3 separate regions of the Zea mays genome follow, and regions 1 and 3 are each linked to region 2. Evidence: chromatin contacts called from public Hi-C data. All regions are on one chromosome and are shown on one strand. The core of a region is the stretch at or near the end of the contact, and the rest is flanking DNA. Distances in the headings are between cores, read along the strand shown.

Region 1 (3,851 bases), core at 513-3,012, 140 kb before region 2:
GAACCGACGGATGCGAATTGAATCCTCGTCTGCGCAGCTGCCCCCGCCGTGCACAGGGGCAAGGCTCTTGACTCTCTCTGGCAGCGCCGCGGCACAGTTCAAGCAGAGAGATATAATGCACAGCATCGGCTAGTAGTACCCTGCTAGCCGATGCGTGCCCGGCCGGCCGGCCGAGTGGCCTGCTGGCAAAGCGGAAATCATGGCGTTTCCCCTTGCCGTGCCTCAGGTGACTAGGTGAGCCTACAAGCCAAGAGCAGGCGAGCAGCCATGGCTGGATGCTCCTGTCCTGCGTCGGTCGCTGCACTGCACCACCTCGCCTGCACGCGCACGCACGGCACGGGAAAGGGGGAGGGCATGATGAGGGAAAGCCGGCCGGAAAGGAGTCCTCGATCGAGTTTGGGCTGCAGTGAAAGAAGAAAAAAAAATTGTCCACGGATTCGGCCTGGGCCGCCCGCCCTGACGCCCTGTTTATGAGCTTGGCTGCTTGGGCACCACTGACAGGCATTTGCTGCACTGTGACGAGCAGTACCCCCTGCTGCTGCTGCTACCACCACCAGCATTTACCCTGCTGCTGGCGATGGCGAGTGTACACGGTGAAGAGCAAGTGCATTTCACCTCTCTCAACTACCGCGTCTCTGCCACAGATCGGAGTTTGATGCGTCCACGTCCAGCTATAGGCAGCTGTGTGCTAGTAGTGTACGAGTAGGCAGGCACGAATTCAACCCTTGTCTGTTGTTCGCCCCCCTGCTTCTGAAGCTGCATGGCTTTCCTGCATTTCCACCCCCGGCTCTCCAGAGGTCATCAGAGCCTGAGAGCAGGCGATAAGACTCCTCGCTCCGCACCTGGACGACGTGGACGATGCACATGCACATGCACGGGGCGTGGCCTCTAGCGCGCTCGGAACCAGCGAGGAGCGATGGAGATCGTACTGAAGAGTGCGTGCGTGTGATACGATCATACGAGGAGAGGGGGTCAATTACTTCCGTGTGGTCACGTCGTCACTGCGCCATCTCCCAAGATGAGCGCGCGCCATGAAAGTGATGAGAGGGAGAGCACGGAGGAGTTACTGTGCTTCACGCCGGAGCTGAGCTGTTGAATGCCAGCTGCCGACCGGCACAGCACACAGGAGCAGCGGGCCGGGGGGGAGCTCTTAAACGCCGGGATTCATGGCGAACCTAGCCGATGTGACCTCACGGGTTTACTGCCGGCGGTACGGCGTAGCTAAGCTACGCTACACGGATTTGGATTGGATTCGGTGCAAGCTCGGATTGTTGGATCGGACTCTCTCAGATGAAAATCAATCAACCATCCTCCCTGCGAGTTGCGTTGGCGCCTGCAGCGGTAGATGGCGTCAATGCATGTGCGCTGGCCGCTGTGCAGGGCTACTCTAGCTCTCTGCTGAGATCTTGTTTTCCTAGTTCATGCCGTATGCAATACTTTTGCATACACCGTACAGCACGTCTGTACAGTACTGTGCTGTGTACCGGCTCAACGACTGTTGCCCTCTCTATCTCTCTCACTCTCTAAGCCCTACTGCATCTCTGCATGTTTGGCCAATGCTGTCGACACTCCGACGATGTCAAACGTTTAAGAGTAGACGAAACGGGCCCAGATCTAGATAAATGGGCTAGGAGCCCACGTAGAGTTGTGCGTGCTGGCTGTGTGTGTGGGAAAGAAAAATAGGGCTGGGATAAGGAGCCGAGAGAAGGCCGTAACCGTAACTGACTTAAACCGGCCCGGCCCCATGGAACGAGTTGGCAGTTGACAAAGCTGTCTGGGGATCTGGGCTCCAAGCGTGACGTGTGGGCCCTACGCTTCGTGATGCGTTGCGCACTTGCGCTTCCCGAGTCTCTCGGGTAGTCGGGTCGGGTGGGTGGGATGCGGGAAGATGGCCGTGGGTGCTTTCGAATTGGAGCCTGCCTAGCTGGACTGCTGGACAATAGAATTGTCGAATCGAATAGGGAGGCATGTGCAGTGCACGTCAAATCGGCAACGGACACACGAGACTACGAGAGGACGCGCTTTTCTGCAGCTGGTAGACAGACCCAGCTGATTGATGGTTGGTAGAGAAAGAGAGCTGGTGAGCTGATAAGCGCCTAATGTGAAGGCCTAAACCCTGTTGAGAACTACGTTACCACGTATCACTAGATTCGCTCCCTTTCCTCCCGTCAGCAGTAGAGGCGCGAGAAGATGTGGAAGACCCGTCTCCCTACCCAGAATCACGATAGAGAGCACACGAGATACATGATGTAGGGTTGGGTCTCTGGCCTCTTTCTCTTCTCTGTATTATGAGGAGGTGTACATGTTCCTTATATAGTGATGTGAGACCCCTCAGGGGCAAAGCCGATATTTGTCCACATAACCCTAACTAGAGTTACTTAACACTCCCCCTTTGGCGAATACCGCGACCAACACATGCCTCGTTAAAACTCCGAAAAACCCAGTGGTAAAAACGTGGAGAAAGAGTGCATGGTAATACAAATTGCATTTGCACTTTGTTGCCTCATTAAAAACCCCATGTGAGAAACTTCAAGAAAACTCACTAAGGGAAAAAGAGTACAACAACTGTCATCGGGACAGATTTCGATCCTTTCGGATCTAGATTCTATCGAATCTTCTACAAGGGCTAACTTTAGAAATGTGCTCCCCTGATCCTTGCAAAACTATATCAATAAGGCAAAACATCTTCTTCTCGAAGTATATGCACATAAATATTTAGCAAACGGATTGCATATCCTTGTAAGGACTATTTCAGGAACTTTACCTCTACTCACTTCTAGGATATACGAGGTAAGTGCACGTATCAATATAAATAAGCCACTTTGACTGATGGTGTTCGATCGACTAGATCTATATATTTGATAGAAAGTTCCATAAAGGTTCACATATTGATCATCAAGCTCACGCCTTCAGGGCATAGAATATGACATTTATTGTCTCACGATTGTGATCAATATAAACATTCGCTCCCCCTGACAATGACATCTGTCAAAGTCGTTATCCCTCGTAACTCAAGCATATTCTTCAAGATATATGTCTCATTGTTCATCTGGAATAACGAGAATCGATGAGGTTGGGGTGCTATCATTTTCTATCTTACACCACAATTTATACATCGTTGTGCAAAGCAAATAACATGTCCTTCAATAGGACTTAGGGGATAATATAGTTGCAATAGTACATATTCTAAATATGACACATCGCTCCAGGCGTTCATCCTTTGCAACATCTATGATGGTGTAACAAAAGTCCATCAAAGATCGTAATCCATCAGGGATTTTTCATCGATCAGATATATCGTTATAGTCTGTCATTCTGGCACAATGGGAATATTTTGCCAGTAACACATAAACCTTATAGGTTTCTGCCATCGTGGCTTTAGAGGATACCGTAATTCCACATCTAGTGGAAAATACCATGAGTAAAGATCGTGGAATGCACATGTGCTTATTCGGTAAACTTCAAGTCCTTTGGTACCTCATCTTATTCCTTTTCGGGTCTGCATGGGTCTTTATCCCTTTATAGGGATTATCAAACTTTGGTGTTTAACACAGACTTTATTTCTTCTGGAAAGGTTCCATCAAGGAACTATAATCTCAACTAGGAGATATTCTCTCTATATATGAGAGTGCTCATTCGTCAGGAATGTATTATTCGGTACGAGATTTATATGTTGCATATTTATAATTCAAAGATATGAGTCCTCCTGGGATCTCATGACGGATCTTCAGAATCCTATTAACTGCATATTATAATTCATGCCATTTGCCAGATATATTACATAGCGGAACTGTGTTTATTCAACACATATGTGGGATGGGTCTCTCACTAGACCACTTGAACCAACACAT
Region 2 (3,839 bases), core at 142-2,641:
ATGACGAAGCGGATAAGATAGCCCCATTGACGCGGCACTGACACGTGACAGGGTGTGGTGCCGCCAACTACGGATTGCTCACTCACGCACGCATGTCATGTACGTACAGGATAATCGACGTCGATCGTGACTCGCATGTCGCATGGTGTAGTATAGTAACAACAGCACGAGGACATAAAAATAAAGGTCGCGTAGACAGGCTGAGACCAGCTAGCTGGGAGTGGAACGTGCCAGTCAACCTGACGCCTGACACCCCCCGTACGTCACTTGCACACAACATCTGCAATGTTTTTCGCCCTGGACGACCTGGCAAGGCCTGCCTGCGCCATCCACTCTCTCGGTTACTCATCCGGCGGCCTTAACGTTTCTTGGGTCCTGCGCGTCATCAAGCAACTGCAACAGTTTAGGACAAATCCCCCATCCCACCTTTTCGGTTTGTTTGAAAACTCAAAGGAAAGGTGAGATTGAGATGGAAATATCCGATATCTAAATTACTTGAGTTTCTAAACTAACGGTAGCTAGACCTCTCCTCGTCACCGCCCAAGTATGCCTAATAGTGAGCTAATCCTAAGTCCAAGCTCAAACCCACGCAGCCCCCCCCGACAAAATGGGTTAAGTTTCCTGGCTCTCGCTGCTGCTTTGGACCTGTTCAAATGTTAGATCGGATTGAGTTTGGTGGATTAAGGTTAGGCAATGGACCGTTTGGCACGACCCGCGCCCGTCCGTGCATAGAGGGACACAGGTCAGGTTGGTCCGTGTCTCTCTATTGATCAGTTTGAGTCCGTTTTTTCCTGTTAAGTCGAGTTTTTTTAGCTTTCATTTGAGTTATTTTTTTTTGCTCTGGATCGGGTTGGGTCGTCTTTTAAGTCTCACGGCTTGTACTTGTCTGTCGATTGCTATTGGCAAAAAAACTATAGTTCATACCCGATTATTGAAAAACTATAGTTCATACCCAATTATTGTATTAGTTGGATCGAGTCAATTTTTTCAGTATGGACTGAATCGGTCAGGTAAGATGACTCATGCTTAGATCAACCACTCGCTCTCATACACCACACTTCCTCACAACAAATTGTTTCCCGTCCATCGGCCACGCGACCGAGCCATGTAGTCTCCGACGCTAGTGGTGTACCGCGTACCGGTATCACACGTGTGGATGACGACCACGGGGATGCTATTCTGCGCTCTAAATCATTAATAGTAGGCTATATCTCATCTATTTCAATATTCACTCTCTAAATAGTGATTTTTATAGTGTAAAACCATGTTTTACTCCACCGCCAATGAACTAAAATAACTCCCATGTCAAATAAAAAAATTGAGCACCAAACGACTGCCCCCACGGGTAACTTTCATCCTCGCGGCCCCAATAGCAGGCCTAGAGCCTACGGCCCAGCGGCATCGCGGCGGGAAAACGAGGTGCTTTTCCCGCCAAGGCGCCCCTAAGCCCCACCGCCCCAGTCTTCGCTCCGGCCGCCCTTCCCCTTCCTCCCCAACACTCTCATCCCCGCAACAACCGCCTACCGGCCCGCGCGCGCTGTAGTCTCCGGCAGACACCAACAAGGCTCGTCACTCCCCTACCTCCCTCGGTACTCGCTCCGTCTCTCGTCTCTCGCTCGCGCATCGGCTGGGGGCACGGAGAACGGGAGGCGCGGAAGGTCAGAAGCGGCGGCCGGCGGCGCATCGGCCTCGCCCAGGCCTAGTCCCGCACGGTGCTCGGTCCTTCTCCGATTCTCCCACAGCCTCGCCCCCTCGCCCCTGCGCCCCTGCGCCCCTGCGCGTCCAGCGCCCCAACCCCAGCGGCCTGCGGCACTGATCCACAGTCCACAGACCCGGACACCGGCCGGGCGAGGATCCGCTGACCACGCAGCCTCCAACGCCGCATGGAGATCGTGCGCTCCCAGAGGCAGGTCGCCGCCGCAGCCAGTGGCGGCGGCGGCGGCGGCGCGGGGGCCCTGCCGACCTACAAGGCGGCGCCGCAGCTCGAGGTGCGGCTGGAGGAGTTCGAGCTCTTCGCCATCGACCGCCTCCGAGGTGCGGCTTCTTCCTGGCGAGAGAAATGCTTCCCGATCCCGCGTGGCTTCCTTCCGTTACTTCCCAGATCTTGCTAACTCGTTTCATTGCGTGCGCTGGTAACGAGCAGTTCTCAAGGGGATTTCGGATGGACTCTCGCGTGGGAAGAGGCCGGAGGAGATGGAGAAACTGGTGAGCGATTATCGCCTTTGCCGTTCATGGTCTTGGGGCCTTGGGGGGATGCAGGAGGGAACTATATTTGGAGCATATTTCTGCCTAAAATTTGGGTTTTGCCATCAGGAGTAGGCGAATGTTTCAGTGGTTTCAGTCTTGTGTATGTATTTGAAGGATCAACCTCTTTGTATGGTTTTGATTTCGCTAGAGAATATTAAGAGTGGCTAACTTAGGCCCCTTTGGATGTTAGTCTATTTTTTGTAGCTAGAATTGTTGCTTTCTCCTCAGAATCATACTGAATTAAGATAAACATGGAAGGTTTTGCAACCCTAGTTATGGACTCTATCGCATTCTGGCATTGCTCTAACTTTTGTTTTAAATAGAAATGTCTTGTTCTGTTCTGCACTTCAGGTCAGTGAATTGTGGAAGACACACATGAGGCACCAGGATCCAGCAGAGAATTTGAACAAGGATATAATATCGCACTTTGTGCTCCGTCTAGTCTACTGCAGAACGTAAGATTAATATTCATATGTTTATATTCGCTACATATATTAGCTACGGTTGTTCACTTGTGGTTCTTTTGACCAACTCACCAGAAAGCTGTATTTGATACGACACACAGGGAAGAATTGCGGAAGTGGTTTCTCTCCATGGAGACTACACTTTTTCGGTATCGCTTTCGGCTTGAGAGTCCTGAAACACAGGTGACTTCCTATCCATTTACCATAGAACTGACAAAGGAAAATAATATGCATTTATGCTTTAACTGTTGCTTGTTGCACATCATCTGTTTCAGAGGATGCTTATGACTGAGTTTCAATTGCCGTATAAAGCACTGCCATACTCAGAGTTTGAGGTATAGACTTTGGCCTCTAATAGAACTGCTGAGGACTTGGATCTTCATGCTTAACACTGTACAACTGCAGTTTTTGGCCTTTTCCTGTTTGCTTCGTGAAGTGATTTTTGTTTTCATGTTTTAGGCTGTGAAAGACAAATTGAGCCAAGTTGCACGTTCCATTGGTCAATCTGCCAGTGGTATGCATAATTTGATATTGCCACTGTCTTCGCTCAATTTATTGCAGAATGCTGTTCCAACTGGTTGTTAGTATCAGTTATAGAATAGGATGCTTCTCCATGATTTGTATTTTTGTGCATCATGTAAGCAGTTATTGTAAGGTAGTTTTTTATTTTTGCTATGTTGTTTCCCAAAGTCAGCTGGGCAGCTCAAAACTTTGTAATTAAAGCAGGTTGTGTGCAGTTGAAGAACCAGTAAATTCCTCAGTTTTCTAAAAAAGCCTAAGCAGTTAGCATACTGAAACAGCAGAGTTACCATTGTGACTGAACTTCAGGTTAAAGGGAATGTATTGCAATTTGCAATGTATAGAACAACGAATAGAAACATTTACTGTTTCAAACCTTGTCATCGATTTTTTTTCTGTTTTTGCTTTCATTATCTTCTTTTGTCTTCTTTTACCAGAAACTAACTTCATTCTGTGCCTTTCCATTTTTGGCAGTTGAGCATGTGTTCTTCAAGGTATGTACACTTGCATGTTTTAGCTCTTTATCCCTTTTCCATAAATCTTCTGTGCAAAAATTAATTCCAAGTAAAACATATTGTAATCCAATTAAGGTACCTTTCGAAGAAGTTC
Region 3 (4,199 bases), core at 1,431-3,930, 240 kb before region 2:
CGGCCTGCCGCACGCACGCACCCACCCAGCAGCCTCTGCTGAGAAAAAAACCATGGTAGCGTATCTTGGCGACGAGAAACAAGGTACACCCCTGCATTCGTATAATTAAGTTTATCACATAAAGTTTAATATTTATCCGTGTAAGTAAGTTTATGTTAGACTATATTTAGGACTTGTTTGGTTCGTGTCTAACTGTGCCACATTTTGTCTAAAATTATTCGTTCGAATTAAATAACTAACTTTAGTCACAAAAGTTAGACAAAATTGGGGAAGTTAGTCAACCATCTAAATATGCCCTTAATATGTGTAATTATTCTTTAAATATTTAATATGGCGGAGACTAAACTCTAATAATCGGGTGGAACCAGCCTCTCTGCATCATTCCACAAATGTCACGCGCAGAACCGATTCGGCCGGGGTCTTTCTAGTGCAGCAGTGCTACGAAAACTAACGGCATCATTACCAGTAGTACCGGGGGTGGTGGGCTGATGGCCACCTTCTTGGTCGGTTGTTGCAAGCTGCAGCATGAGCAAAATCATGAGAAGCAAACAAGCCGTGAGTAGTACAGTGTCCCTGCTTCATGTACAATACCGACCAGGTCGGAACTCGGCCACTCGACACTAGCTAGTGTCCCTGCTTCACGTACAATACCGACCGACTGGCCGTACCACAAAGGTCGACGACAGGCTCGTCACGGGATCACGGCGTTTGGGTTGGATGCGCACACGTCTGTCCCTCCCTTCAATTCCTCGCCTTCTGAAGATATAGACGCCGTCCATGGTCAGGCCTGTCCTGTGTGGAGTGCAGGCTCTGTTTCAGCGATGAATGCACATTCAGGCTGGCAGTAACTACTACACTGAAGCCCCAGCTGCCTCACTCACTCAGGCCACCAGTGCAGGGGTACTGATTTATTACCTCGAGCCTGTTTAAACAATTGGCCAGTAGTCCACCAGTACGGTGACCATGCGGGGGTTTTTTTTAAAAAAAAAAAAACTGCATTTACCTCAGTAAATACAGTACCATTGAACTATATACTACTACGGTACTACCTCTCGGTAAAAACAGTAATGGTGTTCCATGTACTAGCGATATTCATAGGCACAAGTGACAATACGTAGCAATGCCATGGGGTGTGAGCAAGAAACGCGTCTCAAATCTTCATTACTAGTAGCAGCTTAGCTACAAGCACAAGTAGACACAAAGCAGACCTGCTTCTAAATCTCTCACACAGCTAACTACCACTTCTTCGTGGACACGGCCTTCATCCAAAACGAAAGGCCAGCCGAACACACACTCACACACACACTGCTATGCTGCTTGCTCCTGCGAGACATACAGTAGGTAGGAACAGCGAGAAGCTAGCTAGCAAACAGAGCAAGGAAGAAACCCAAGAAAAAGACGAGCTCGCAAAGCACACACTACGGCTACGGCTACGCTACAAGGACGACCTGGACGGTGGACACCTGGTCGTACTGGTACTGGACAATGGACATACACACACTGATGACACCTGGTGAAGCTAACAGTAATAAGGTGGTGGTTTAATCTCTCCTTCACGAGATCCTATCACCACCCGGTGGCAGAGGGGCAGAGGCGGCGGCGGCGGCGGACATGACCACCGTCCACCCCTGCAGCAGGTGGAGCCCGGCCGCCGGGTGGTGCCAGGATCTCGGGACCAGAAGACGGAGCCCAGCCAGGCCACCCGTGTTTATTTATTTATTTATTTTTCAGTAGTGGTAGTGGTAGTCGTAGTCGTAGGCGGCGGCGTGGTACGGCGGGGCCGCGGTGGTGAGCTGCGCGCAGACCTCGGCGAAGGCGGCGAGGATGGCGGCGTGGTGGCGGGGCGCGTTGAGCGCGAGCAGGCGGCGGAGCATGCAGCGCAGGTCGTCCCAGCCGCACAGCCCCATCTCCAGGACCATCTGCGTCATGCTCTCCCGGAAGTCGGCGCGCGGGTCGGAGGACTCCTTCTCCACGGCCACGCCCCCAACGCCGCCCTCTGCTGCGGCGGCGTCCGCGTCCGCGTCCGCCGCCGCGCCCGCGCCCGGGCCGCCCATCTTCTCGTACCGCTTCTTCCTCCTGCTGCCCTGGTGGTGGTGGTGGTGGTGGCCCTGCAGCTGCTGCCTCCTCCTCCCCGCCGCCGCTGCTGGCGGCTTGTCGGCGGCCGACGCCAGGTGCTTGGTGGTGGTGGGGTGGTGGGTGTAGGAGGAGTCGTAGTTGGAGTGGGAGGAGTGGGTGGTGGTGAAGGTGGTGGCGGAGGAGGAGGCGGTGGAGGCGGCCGAGGACGGGAAGAAGCCCGAGGAGGAGCGCGAGCTGCTGCGCGGCGGCGGCGGCGGCTGCGGCGGCTTTGGGGACGGGCGGAGGAAGGACGGCAGCTGGCTCAGCAGCCTGGTTGTGGCCCGGCGCGGGCGGCAGCCGCACCCGGCGTCCACCACCGCCACGTGCCGCCACCGCCCCACCGGGAACTGCTGCAGGCTCCCGCTCCCGCCCCGCCGCGCCCTGGACGACGACGACGACGACATGGTGCTGGGGATGGTGCGGGAGGGAGGAGCTGTAGGCTATAGCTGCGTGCGTAGCTGGACGGGACGACGACGCCTAGGCCTAGCTTCCGCTGCTGTCCATGTGTGTGGCTTTTGGGTGGATGGATGGATGGATGGAACGGGGGAATGGACGGTGGCAAAGAGGCAGAGGCAGGAGTGGACGCCGCCGCCGTTTTATACGCGCGCGAGGCGAGAGCGAGATCTGGGTGACAGTGACACTGACACGAGACGGGCGGGAGTGGACCGGTGGAGTGAGTGGGGTCGCTCGAGTGGGCCACGTGATATAATAAGCAGTACTACTGGTCCGTAATGCGCACAGCTGGCGGGGTTGTCTTGTCCTCCGCGGGAGCCGGGAGAGCAGCAGAGGCAGGCACTCTCGTCTCGATCTCGACTCGCTCGCTGCCTGGCCTGGCCTGGCGCTCATCATTCCGTTCCCCTGCGCCGTGTCTCCGATCCATGGTGTTGACTTTGACCGTCCTTGCTGTTTGCTCCCGCCAGCACCGAGAGCGGACAGCGGACGTGGGATGGGAGCGCTCCTCTACCACCAGTCCACCACTACTCTAGTGGCAGTGGAAAGTCTGGCACGGACGTGGTTGGAGGTTGGAGCAGCAGCGAGCGTACATGGAATCATGGATGGAGCTCGAAAGCTGTACATCAGATTGAAACTGAACTGAGTGGAAGCGTACAGCTACCAGTACATCTCACGAGTACTAGTAGACAGGAGACGTGTGGTCCTCATGTCAGCAAAGCGAACTCTCTGAGATGTATACATATACATACGTACGTCAGCGGCGGAACCGAGTTCGTTTCAACTGGCAACTGCAACGTTTGTTGGTGATCCATCCGGCGCAAAAGGACGGAGCTGACCCTATTAGCTCAGCAAGCTTTGCTCGTCGTCTATCTTGTCTTATCCCAATAACATAAATAAATAAATACATAAATTTTTTTATTGGGTCACTTGAGCGAGAGCCAAGGCCGAATTCCGCGGCGGCCCGGGTGGGTCGGGTCGGGTCGTCCCCTGCGCTGCGCTAGCTCCCGGTCTCCCGATCGCTGGCCTTCCCCTGATCCCCTCCACGCCCGCGCCGCCGGCGCACGAAAGCAGTAGGGACAGTATTACCCCATCCGGGCTGCGGTGCGTGGAAAGGCGAACGAAAGCTGAGGTAGCCCTCCGCCCACCGACCACCGGCAAAAGCAGAGCCCTAGCTAGCTAGCTAGGCGTCGGCGTGCCGGTCCCGGTCGGAGACAGAGCTAGACCGAGCTCGCTCGCTCGCTAGCCTTTTCCCACGCTCGTGCCGTGCCCGTGTCCGTGCCCGTGCCCGTGCCCGTGGTGTGCCGCCAATGATCACCATGCGGTGCGACGCCGCCACACCCTTTGCAACGTCCTCTACGTACGGCGTATAAGAACTCGTCCCGTCCAGGGATCGTACCGTACGTACCTGCTTTTTCTGCTTGCTTCGCTGCTGCTGCTGCTGTGCTGCCATGGTGCCATGTGTGCAGACATCTGTACCATGCAAATATGTATACGACTATACGTCTATACGTCCGTCCCCGTGCACGCGTGACGCGTCAGTGTCGTTTTATAGATCGGCTTTGTGCGTGTCCGCACTGCACTCTCCGCAGTTGGCCTCGATCTCCTCCTCATGTTCCTCACCAGTCACACCA

What was found. A called contact is a pair of places that touch in the nucleus more often than the background predicts.
Region 1: a contact with region 2 is called in a Hi-C map of bundle sheath, with 3 times the contacts expected there. The contact joins the enhancer-like site here to the promoter of LOC100384853 in region 2. A contact is called at or near these places in 3 of 25 Hi-C or Micro-C datasets (bundle sheath, leaf and root tip).
Region 3: a contact with region 2 is called in a Hi-C map of bundle sheath, with 2.6 times the contacts expected there. The contact joins the promoter of LOC103640776 here to the promoter of LOC100384853 in region 2. A contact is called at or near these places in 6 of 25 Hi-C or Micro-C datasets (bundle sheath, ear, endosperm and 3 more).

The regions. Positions count from the first base shown.
Region 1 is chr10:6,116,664-6,120,514 of Zm-B73-REFERENCE-NAM-5.0, forward strand. No RefSeq gene overlaps it. Among protein-coding and RNA genes, the nearest start is that of LOC103640777, 79 kb to the right of the region's middle. Within about 2 kb of position 1,763, at least 18 of the 20 cell types and tissues checked have an H3K27ac peak or open chromatin away from gene starts, as enhancers often do. A contact at or near this core is called in bundle sheath, leaf and root tip, where this site is marked.
Region 2 is chr10:6,253,240-6,257,078 of Zm-B73-REFERENCE-NAM-5.0, forward strand. It overlaps LOC100384853, which reads left to right and starts at 1,392. Exons shown (of 20, transcript NM_001362566.1): 1 at 1,392-2,034; 2 at 2,144-2,205; 3 at 2,599-2,702; 4 at 2,813-2,894; 5 at 2,987-3,046; 6 at 3,171-3,225; 7 at 3,705-3,724; 8 at 3,821-3,839. The coding sequence starts at 1,884.
Region 3 is chr10:6,008,826-6,013,024 of Zm-B73-REFERENCE-NAM-5.0, forward strand. LOC103640776 (transcription repressor OFP8) reads right to left here and starts at 2,681. Exons shown (of 1, transcript NM_001364035.1): 1 at 1,134-2,681. The coding sequence starts at 2,519. The coding sequence ends at 1,728.